Regions from separate parts of the Podarcis muralis genome. Here region 1 is linked to region 2. The links are chromatin contacts, called in public Hi-C maps. All regions are on one chromosome and are shown on one strand. Each heading gives the region's core, a stretch centred on a gene start, on an enhancer-like site or on the middle of the called end of the contact. The rest is flanking DNA. Distances are from core to core; before and after follow the strand shown. Region 1 holds the start of NDUFB1 (NADH:ubiquinone oxidoreductase subunit B1). Region 2 holds the start of LGMN (legumain).

Evidence for each region. A called contact is a pair of places that touch in the nucleus more often than the background predicts.
Region 1: a Hi-C map of tail shows a contact between it and region 2, with 2.7 times the contacts expected there. The contact joins the promoter of NDUFB1 here to the promoter of LGMN in region 2. A contact is called at or near these places in 2 of 3 Hi-C or Micro-C datasets (blood and tail).

What each region holds. Positions count from the first base shown.
Region 1 is chr1:22,730,911-22,736,628 of rPodMur119.hap1.1, forward strand. NDUFB1 (NADH:ubiquinone oxidoreductase subunit B1) reads left to right here and starts at 1,878. Exons shown (of 3, transcript XM_077924643.1): 1 at 1,878-2,037; 2 at 3,110-3,254. The coding sequence starts at 3,115. It overlaps CPSF2 (cleavage and polyadenylation specific factor 2), which reads right to left and starts at 1,689. Exons shown (of 15, transcript XM_028717378.2): 1 at 1,574-1,689.
Region 2 is chr1:22,409,278-22,415,297 of rPodMur119.hap1.1, forward strand. It overlaps LGMN (legumain), which reads left to right and starts at 2,939. Exons shown (of 15, transcript XM_077924609.1): 1 at 2,939-3,095.

The sequences.
Region 1 (5,718 bases), core at 628-3,127, 320 kb after region 2:
TGATGCCCATGTTATGCCTCCAGTGTCAGAGGCAGTAAGTCTCCAAATACCAGCTGCTGTGGAATGCAAGTGGGAAGAATGCTGCTGTGTTCAGGTCTCGCTTGTGGCTGTGAGAAGAGAATACTAGATAGGCCTCTGGTCTGATCCAGCATTGCTCTTCTTATAATGTTTGTAGATTAGGGGACAAATCACACTCCCTGGGTTGGGTGTTATGGCAAGTCAAGGCTTCCTGGTCTGTTTATATTGCTTACACCAGAGGAAGTGTGAAGCATAATGATCAGGTAGTGTGCAGAAGCATGCTACTTATTCACAGTAAGTTCACATTAAGTAAGAAAGTCTGGGTTTCCTTACATGTGAACATGGCCATAGAGTTCTTAGCTGCATCAAGTCCTACAAATAGGAAAGATAAGAAATGTCGAACTAAAGATGATGGAAGTTGTAGTGCAACAACAAATGGTTGTTCCACACCCATTTAGAGAAACATGCCATCTTCAAATTGTAGTTTATGACATTGGCATGTTTTGCAAAACCATAATTCAGATTTATCAGTTTTGGATTCAGACGTAATGATAAACTGCAACTAACTGAAAATGAACACAGAAGGAGAACAGCAATATACAAGTCCTCCCTCCATGCACACTTCACTTGCCCTATTATCATTTATTATTATTATTATTATTATTATTATTAGAATTTGTTAGTCGCCTCTAATTCAATAAAAATCAAATATGTCTTAAGTTATAAGAATACAAAGAAGATCTACAAAAGCTAAACTGAGAAGATGGGCAATACAAAGGAACCATCTAGTTCAGTCAGCCTTCCCCAACCTGGTGCTCTCCAGGTGTTTTGGACTTCTAATAAATCTTTGTGAACTGCTTTGAGGCTCCTTTTGGTTATACTGTCTGTATAAGGTGATTGATAAATACAATCAACTAACGAAAAACTGATTACAACTCCCATCAGCCCCACTTGATGTACAATTCTGTCTTTTACTATGAATGCTACCAGTTAAACTGCTCCCCAACCCTTGTCATGAAAATAAGGCCACTCTCCCAATAGTTTTCCTGACAAATAAAAGGTTAGATGGAGCTTATTCTCTTCTCTGCCCTGGGCTCCTTTGGAAGGAAGGAAGAATAAGATATATATGTAATCAATTAAGGAAATACCCCAGCTAAGGGTCTCCTTGGATTTGTCAGATAGAGGATTTTTAACTGATATGGTGATGACACCTTTTGATAATTATTTTGTTTTTACATACCAAGTCACTTATGCATGCTGATCCTTCGTATATGTGTGTATAGCAAGATCGTGTCTCTCAGAGACTTGGCTCAGACACCCTGCAAAGGGTCTGGATGCGAAAGGAGAAAGGTAACGTTGGAATCACCCCCCAAACTGCACAGAAGCGAGACCTTCACCCCACCACCTGCCCTGCAGTGGTAGCCCTTTCAAATCCTCCACCAGGAGACGGCTTGAGAACTGATCACGCATGTTTCATCCTAAGAGTGTATGCGAAGCCACCTTTGGGGGAAGCGGAGGGAAGCCTCTTTGCTCCCTTCCCCAGACTCATCGCAACCTTACCTGCACGGCGGCCCCTTGTTAACTCCCGGCCCCCCTAAAACCTAGTGGAAGCCTGGAGGAGGAAAAGCGAGGGACTCTTTACTCAGCCACACTCAGCCCATTCAGCCGCCATTTTGGCCCGAGAGGAAACAACCGGCGAGCGCGCCGAAAGAGGCGGAGGAGCCGCTTCCGCCGCTTCTGAAAGCGAACCATGGAGCGGGCTGTACTATCAGAGACGTTTACGGGGGGGGGTAAACCAGAGGAGGAGCACTTGGATTAATGAAGATGCCCCCTCCCGCCATTGATGTTCATTTGGAGTTCTTCTAAGCAGAGTCTCGAAAAGTCTCAAAGCCATAGCGAAGGAATCCCACTGCGAGCGGCGGAGAAAATTTCGCCCGCCTACCCCTCTCGGCTCCGCGAATGGTTCATTCCGGCTCTGGTCATCGGAGGGCTCAGTGCGCGGCTCTCTAAGCGTCCTTGGTCTGTTGAGGCCCTCAGGTCGGTATCGCGCTTGTAGGCCTTCAGGCCAGGTAAGGTTTAGGCGTATTAAGAGCGGGGTGGCAAAAAAAAAAAAAAAGGGGGGGGGGAGGGTTGTTAAAACGAGAAAGGAATTTCCAGCGCGTCTCTCCAGACTGTGTAAAAAGAAAACAAAAAAAGGGAGGACGATTGTTAAGTGTCAGTGTTAAGCCAGGAGTAAGGAACGGAAAACCTCGGATTTCACAGTGGCGCCAACGGAGTAGGAACCAGCGATAAGACTTAGGGGTGAAGGTGTGGACACCCCCCGGGGTGCAGCAAAAGGCAGATTCCGTGTTTTTGTTACGAAGAGACTGACTGCCATTTACACAAAGTTATGGGGTCCCCCTGGCTTGAAATGCCGTGTCCAGTCCTGGTTGCCTCACCTCTGAATAATACCCCCTTGCTGGAAGCAGTGCCGTAGCTATGCGGGGTCGGCGGCTAGCCGGGTTTGTTTGTTTATTTCCTGACCCGGGTGAAGCCTCCAGAGGGACGCCATTGAGGCTGCCAGCCTGTGTGTGTACCGAACTGGGCCTTTGACCTGGGTGAAATAAAGCCTAGTTTCTTTCGCCTCTGGCTGGAAGCCACAAGGAGGGCGAGTAAGTGCAAGTGGCACGTAGGTCCTGCTTGCAGGTTTCCCGTAAGGCAGCTGGTTGGCCACTGAGAGCAAGATTATTCAATTGGCCTTCCGTGTGATCAAGCGAGGCTTTTCTTCAGCTGTAACAGAAATGTTTAAAATTATGCATGATAAAATGCAGTGCATAAAGAGAAGCTTTGCTCCCTTTCCATTAAAGCACTAGAATTTGTGGACGTTCAGTTAAAACTGATTTGCAGTAGGAGATTAAAGCAAACTACTTAGAAGTAAGTCCCATTGTGTTAAATGAGGCTAACTCCCAGGTAAATTGGAATAGGACTGCAGCCTTAATTTTTTTTTATTCTAGGATGTTTTTGTTTAACTGTTTACAAGTGGCTTAAATGTTTTAGGCATCCATACGTTATCTGTTGATTTTATTTTATTTTTGGTTCTCTTTCTTATTAGTAACTATGGTGAATATTTTGCATCTTGTGCGAGAACACTGGGCCTTAAGTTTGGTCCCCATAGGATTTGTGTTGGGATGTTACTTGGACAGGAAGAATGATGAGAAAATGGCACTCTTCAGAAACAAAAGCAAGTTATTTCAAAGGTTAGTTAAGTGAGATATTGACATGTTATTTGATGGGATATTAACACTATTTTGAAACAACAGGCCTGTTCTAGCAGCCTTGTACCCTGCATTACTTGGGAATTCTGAGAAACCAAAAAATCAGTGCAGTTTTGAAAGGTTCAATCTGCAATCATGATTCAAAATAGTGTCAGTTATACCTTGGCTGGAATGGCCTAGTCCAGTGTTTTTCAACCTTTTTTTTGCAAAGGCACATTTGTTTCATGAAAAAAATCACGAGGCACACCACCATTAGAAAATGTTAAAAAAATTAACTCTGTGCCTATATTGACTATATATAAAGTAATTCTCTTGAATAGTAATCAAATAAACACAAAGAAAGTATTTTATAATTACTTTATTATGAAATAGTAAGTAAACAGAAATATGAAAAATTATAAAATACTTTATTTTTAAATCTTTCGAATTTTTCCATTTTTCCCACGGCACACCAGGCAACATCTCGCGGCACACTAGTGTGCCGCGGAACAGTGGTTGAAAAACACTGGCCTAGTCAATATGTAGTAAGTCAAAAGAGCCCCACACAAAGCCTAAATAACATGGGACCAAATTACCAAAAGAAGTACCTATTCTGATCTCAGCCTCCCAAGCCTTAAAAAAAATCTGTTGTAGTTTTCTCTGTGTACCTCATTCATCCAAGATGAGAGATGTTATCATCAAGAGAGAAGGTTGGTTGTTTTTATTTTCATCCTTCTTTTAGAATGCCCTATCCACAGCAGTTTACACGTCCAGTATAGCAATGTTGGAACCAAGTGAAGTTGCCATATAGCCTGTAATTTTTGCTTATACAGTGGTACCTCGGGTTACAGATGCTTCAGGTTACAGACACCAGGTTACAGACTCCACTAACCCATAAATAGTACCTCGGGTTAAGAACTTTGCTTCAGGATGAGAACAGAAATCGTGCTCCGGCGGCGCAGTAGCAGCAGTGGGAGGCCCCATTAGCTAAAGTGGTGCTTCAGGTTAAGAACAGTTTCAGGTTAAGAACGGACCTCCAGAACGAGTTAAGTTCTTAACCCGAGGTACCACTGTAATGTATATTTTTCACTGTTTTTTTATTTATATTATTTTATTAGACTTTCTTTAACATTGGCCTTTTAAAAGTATTTTATTGTGTGTTTTATATACAGTGGATGCTCAGGTTGTGAACGTGATCCATGCGGGATGCATGTTCGCAACCCGCAGCGTTCGCAACCCACATCTGCAATTCGGTGCATATGCGCAAAGAGCGATTTAGTGCTTCTGTGCATGCGCGACCGCCAAAACCCGGAAGTAACCCGTTCTGGTACTTCTGGGTTTCAGCGGTCCGCAACCTAAAAAACTGCAACCTTGAAGCAGCTTTAACCCAAAGTATGATTGTATTTTTGGTAACTGCTTAGACACTTAGTTGACAATTGATATACAAATTTTGTTAAATAAATCAATCAAAGCACCAGCAATTTTTTGTTTGCTTTAAGTTTTTAACTGCTGCTTTTATCTTTTTAATCTTTTGTAGTATTATTTATCAATGTTTGTACTTAATCTTTAAATTAATATTATGAAAGGAAATATATAAACATATTCAATCATATAAATACGATTGTACACCCATGTAAAGAAAATAGGGATTTGGATCTTAAGTGAAAGCTACACCATTAGTACTATTATTATTATTATTATTATTATTATTATTATTATTTTGCAAGCAAATATGTGCTCACATTGATGTTAAAATTGCTAGTGGTTGTCATGCAAAAGCGGGAAAATGGATGGAGACTACAGTGTTAAAAAAGTGGCCCAATTTGGCACACATGTTAGAAAAAAGTATTAATGCAATTAGAGTTTGAATTGTAAATGTAAAAAACCATGCTATCCCATTACAGCTAGTTGAAGTAGGGTGTGAAGTTTGGGGGCACAAATAGAGGGAAGGTTTATTGAGGATGTGCTCTTAAAAGGCTTTCAGGTTGATGGTACGCATGTTTATTTAGGAGAAAGCCTCCTGCCTGCCTCTTTCCTGTAGCGCTCTCTTGCTGACAACAGACACATGCTTAGGCATATCATATTGGCCTGAATATAAGACGCACCCGGAGATAAGCCACACTTTTAAAATTCAAGGCTTATTTGTGGGTGCAGCCCACCTCCTGGCACTATTGCCCTGAATGGGGGGGTGGCAGGCGCTCGGTTCCGAGCACACTGCACACCCACCTCCCAGCACTACCTACCCAAGCCGGCGCCAGGGAAGGCTTGGGAGCGGCGGGCGGGCTGCGTGCTCCTGGGCTGGTTCCTGGGGAGGGGGAGCCGTGCCACTTTGCTGGCGGTCTCCCCCCCCCCCCTTCCTTAACAGCAGCTTGGTCTGGATGGGTGCCATTGTCCCGCACCCCCGAGGGCCCTCGTGGGCAGCTGTTTCAGCAGCGATACCTTAAGGTCACAAATATAAGCCGCACTT
Region 2 (6,020 bases), core at 1,689-4,188:
ATTGATGATGGTTTCATCATATGGGAACAAGTATGACAAGTAGTATTTAATAGCCTCATCTTCCATGAGGTTCCTCCCCCCCAGTACTTCCAAATCCTTTATTATTTTATTCACATAATATACATTCTTTACAACAGACAACTCCAAAATAAAATCATATGTAACAAAACCATAAATCTCATGTTTTCATTTACACTGATCTTCCCTCCGATACCTTTACTTGATATTTCTTGCTCCTTTCTGCTTTCCTTATAGAATATAAAAATTTAAATCTCTTAAATCCTATACCAGTCTTTAACAATTTCAATTAATCCCTTCACTTCCCTCCCCCACAGCCCAGTACTTCCCTCCACCCATGAGGTTTCCTAATTCTCCTTTAAAGCTTTAAAAGTTGGTGAAAATTGTTGTGGTAACAAATCCCAGAGTTTAACTATGAGCTGCATGGCCCTTTTTCTTGAATCCTCATAGTTAAAATTCTCAGGGTTCCCTGGGAAGCAAGATTGACAAGCTACTCTGTCAAAATGTAGTTTTGGGAAGGGAATATGAGTCTTTACAACAAATCTCAGGATCCTCCACAAACCACAGTTCCCAGGAGTCTTTGGGGGAAACTGTTCAAAGTTGTATAAAAGTGCTTTAAATGTATGGTGCAGATGTAGGTCTTAGTTATGGGTACAAAACAGGCCACAACTTCATTGGTTATAGTACAATATCAGGTTGGGTTACAGGACTATATTGGCTGGGCATGGGCAAGAATAATGATCAGATAGCCTGTCTGCTGTCCAGTGTTACACCCCAGCCCATTTGATTCTAGTGAAGTGTGTCCATGAACACAAGATACGCACCTGCTGCTGTCCCATTGTGTATACATGTATTTTGGGATCTTCATTCCATTGCAGAGTGCTCAGTGTGGCTTGCAAAATACAGGGTTTGTGTTTCCTTTCGGAAATGAGGCACAGCGGAGGCTGTGTTGTTTTTATGATATATGGTTTATTTACACATATATACAACCTGAGCCTACGATGGAGGAGTTCAAGGATTAACATCCCAAGAGGGTCTTGCTCAGGCATAGGCAAACTCGGCCCTCCAGATGTTTTGGGACTACAACTCCCATCAACCCTGACCACTGGTCCTGTTGGCTCGGGATGATGGGAGTTGTAGTCCCAAAACATCTGGAGAGCCAAGTTTGCCTATGCCTAGTTTTGCTTCTCCCATAGCTGCAGCCCTGGATTCAAACAGACATCATGCTCTGCTTGCTGCTTTGCAACCCAGTCACATAATCCCTAACTCACATTGCTTCTCACTCTAAACCTCTCTAAAATCTGGCTTTATTGTCTAACTCTGAGTTGAGGGAGAGGCCTCAGCCATTTGCTATCTCACACAGTCTCTTTGATGTGTTGTCTTCTTAAGGGCTCGTTCCATAAACTGTCATCTCACAATGAAGCTCACCCTAATTTAATTGGCTTTTTAATCCTTAATTAGCTTTTTAATTCCAGGGGATTAAAAATGTATTGCACACAACTTAATACACAGGAGTCTGGCACCTAATCTTAACATTGAGCTTTAATTAAATTCTAGAGTCAGGAGTACTAGGAATGTCTAGTACCTACTAACTCATAACAATATCATAAGCTTGTAGTGAAAGTGAAGTAGCATCTGAGCTAGTGATGCTTTTGGGTAGTATCTGACTAAGTTCTACTTAGAGTAGCCCCATTAAAATGAATGGTCCCAAGTTATTCATGTTGATGACACTAAATTGTTCAGGGTTGCTAAAACAAAAAGAGATTGCCATGGTTAGTAAAGCTGCGAAGAAAAGTTGGCGCAAGAGCGAAAGAGAGATTAAAAATTAAAAATATGTTTTGAGCTGAAACTTCCTTCTCCAGCAAATGGAATTTCAGTTTTCATCCAGCAGAGGTCACTGAAACTTCTCAAATGTTTTCGAAGTATTTTGTGTAGTGGAGCCACATGACCTCTAGACCTGTCCAAAGACATTTTGTTCTCTGGGGCAGAACAGCAAACTGGCCCCTCACCTTCAAATCAAGGTACATAATAATACCGAAGGCCAGCCAAGCTGAGAGACAAAATCCTACCCTCCCTAACAAAACCAGTTGCCTGAGAACAGCCTCCACACTCTTGTCTAATGATAGGGCGCCGGCTGTGCCAACCCGTGTGACTGGTGATTAAAATGTTTGAGGAGAACCTGGGAGACCCGATTTCAAATCCTCACTTCAGCCATGAAGCCCAGCGGGTAATCTTGGGCCAGTCACCTCCTCTCAGCCTAACCTACTTCACAGGGTTGTTGTGAAAATAAAAGCCCCCCCCCCCCCCGTTTCCCATGGAACTCAATGTATTAAAAACATACACAGGGATCGTGTTGTGAGCGAGACTCATAAACTGATTTCAGAAATCATGATCATTTATTGAGTTTATATACCCGCGAGGCAAAGAATAAAATCAAGATATAAAACCTCAAAATACATAATAAAAACAAAAACAACCCAATAGGGCCGTCCCCACAAAAAACGCATTTTAACAGGGCATAAGATGTAAATCATTATTATTAGGATGTATTATCATTATTACTGCAAATAATAATAATAATAGTTGTTATTATTACAGGTATAGCCCACCCTTCCGCCAAGAAGTTCAAGGCGGCCCCCTTTTTATCCCCACGCCCACGAGGCACTAAGCCCCGCTGACCCCGGAGCGGCCTGCCTCGCAGGGCCGGCCGACTGCCTTGTGTTTATGAGCGAGGCTTTCCCCCTTAGCGGGAGCCCCGCCCCCAGAGGCGCTCGGCGACGGAGGCCTCCCATTCCCGACATGCACCGCCCGTTCCATAGGGATCGCCATCCCGTCCGATGTGGGCCGACCCCCTCGCCGCCCAGCCAGTGGACTCCAGGCCTGCCCGTCAGGCTCTTGCCCCGCCCCTGCCGCTCCTCGCCTATAAGTATCTCCCGCGGCCGCACGAACCTCAGCCGCTGCCGCCGTCTCCGCCACCGCTGGGCTTTGGTTTCCTGTGTTTGCAGAGTGCGGGGTGGGCGCGAGAAAGCGGGTGGCAGCAGCAGCGGCGACGACCCGCCCTCTCCTTCCAGCTTTTGGTAAGAGGTCGGGGCCCGGGGCCTAAGTCTGAACGGTGCGCGCGCGTTTATGTAGCAATGTATAGAAGCGTTATGCGTCCCCCTCCCCTTAAATTTGGGTTGCCAGTTGTGGGGGGCGAGGGCGGCAGTGGGACCGCACTTGCTGCGGAATGGAGGGTGCGAGTCAGCGAGACCACAGGGGTCGTCGCTTTGCTTTGCCGGAGGTCGAGGTGGTCTCTCCTCTTGCCCCAAGCCCGCCAGCCGCTTCGCCTATTGCGGTGGCTGCAACAACATTGTGGTTTTCCTGTTGTGCGCCGCCCTGAGATCTACGCATCAAAGGGCGGAGCACAAATTTAATCCAGAATAATAATAATGACAACATGCACAGCGGGAGTTTCTACCAATGTGGGCCACGTGCGCACACCCCCAACCCACACACATCTATGCATCATCCCCAGGTTGTTGGGGTTATATTGGATTCTGTAGGTATGCGCAACCTGATCCTACTCAAGCGCTCTGGAACCCATTTGTTTCCGTGGATTGAGGCTCTCGTGCATATACTCCCCCCCCCCCAAATCACTTGCATTACAGTTTTGTACTCATAAGTCCAACTGAGCAACAAGTTTCTGATAATGTTTTGCTCAGAGGAGCCCCAATGAAATTAGTTAACTCCCGATAATAATAATAATAATAATAATAATAATAATAATAATAATAATAATAATAAAAAATAATAATAATAATTCATTATTTATTCCCCACCCATCTGGCTGGGTTTCCCTAGCCACTCTGGTCTGCTTCCAACAGAATATTAAAATGCAATAGTCCGTTAAACATTAAAAGTCCAGTTGCACCAGGAAGTGATCTGACCATGGCTAGAGTGTGGTGCTTGATAACTCGCAAGGTCATGGGTTCAGTTCCGCATAGAGGCTTCCTGCATCTTCCTGCAATGCTGGACTAGATGACCCTCGAGGTTCCTTCCAACTCTACAATTCTCATAGCCGTCAACTTTCCCTTTTTTTGCAGGAAATTCCCTTATTCCAGCACCATTTCCCGCTGCTATCCCGGATTGTTAGATATCTACGCTGATCCCTTATTTTTGAGGCTGCTGATCCCTTATTTTCAAATCTGAAAGTTGACAGCTATTACAATTCTATGATTCTAAGTTAGGTCCATTAATTTCATTTGGTGAGCTCTGAGTGAAACTTAGCGGAATAGCACCCTAGAGGAACTCTGATTACACCCCTCTGTGTGCTTTGGGGTGAGGCAGTTGGTTGTATATCTTTTCCAACCAGCCATACTATTTGCATTTTAAGATGTGGGAGGACTTTAGGTAATGCCTTTTCCTGGAACTCAGTCACGTTTCTCTGGTATTGTAACCCTAGTCATGTTGAGTCCTGAGTGGGGGAGGAGTTGGTTTGGTATTCAGCTCTGTACCTTTTGCAATAGTTGATAAGAGAGTTTACAGAGATAAATTTAAAATTCCACAAGTGTAAATATTTAGCTGCAGGCTTGCTTTTGAAAATTGTTTGCAAACAGGAACCAGTAATAGGCAGTGAAGAACTTGTAATGTATACCGTATTTTCCCTTGTATAAGACCCCTGTTTTTGGGAACTCCAAATTAAGGAAATGGGGGGCGATTGCCCAGAGTTGTAAAGCTTGGGGGGGGGGGATTGCTGAAAAACGCTCAACCGCCCGACCGCCGCTGCCAGTTGCACACCTCGACCGCCCAATTGCTGCAGCAACAGCCAATCGCAAGCAGCCCTTGCCGCAGGCATCAGTCACCCGCCCAATTGCCACTCAATCTCCTGCTCGCAGCTGCCACCAATCGCTCGCCCCCCCCCCCATGCACTATCCATGTATAAGAGACCCACAATTTTTAACACTTCGTACTGGTGCAGTTGGTGCGCTTGAACTGTCGAAGCCATGTGTCCTAGTGAAACTGCCAGTAGGTTCAGGGAAGACTAAAGCAGGAACTAATTCTGCCTTGTGTTGAGAGAATTCATAAGGAGTTACTTTCCCACAAAGCAGCCACCCAGTGACCTGTTTTGTATAAATTTGTCAATGATGACAAAATGGAGCTTTTTGTTTACAGGCTGGGTATCTCCCCTTTGTGCAGACATATTATTGGCTGCTGAAGACAAACAACCGAAATAGTTACTAACATTGTGCCTGGTCCCTGCTGGGGAATTTCCCAGCAGGGTTTCGCTAGTCACTGAGGGAGACTAGATGGACTTTATTCCAGTTCAGTGAGGCAATTTTGATGATTGTTCTTAAGCAGTACAGTTCTCCACACTTCAAAAAACCCCCCAAAATTGTATTGGTTTTTTTAAACAAATGCAAATACAATAACCATTAAATACTTATCCAGCAGTACAGCTAACGGTGTTTGTTCTATCCATCGTCTCTAGACCAGTGGTTCCCAACCTTTTTTTTTGCCATGCCCCACCTAAGCATCCTGATCCCCACCCCGTGACATATAATTCTTATTATTCAAAAAGTGAACTCCTATTCACACGGAGAAAGGCCATTAACTTGGTCTAAAGAAACTTCCAAATTGCCCCCCTGTGGGGCATGTGCCCCATGTTGGGATCCACGGCTCTAGTCATACACTTACATATTCAACATTCAAACATACTACCTAACACAACCTCCAGCCATGCTGGAAATCCAGTAACATTTGGAGGATCACAGGTTCCCCATCTTTCTTTTAATTAACGGTGGAACAAATTGTCCTGTGACATGCAAGTGGTGCAGAACTTAATATAGACACCGTCTCAGAGAATCCCTCTGCTATCGCTGCTCCTCGGAGGTGTGCGTGAAATTGAGTTGCGGTGAGGTTAGCGCACACCCTGAAACATAAGGCTGGCTTTGGAAGGCTGTATGTTTGTGACGACATTTGTCAATTACTTGGCTGAACTGGCTGTTCTTGTAAATCGCTTAACC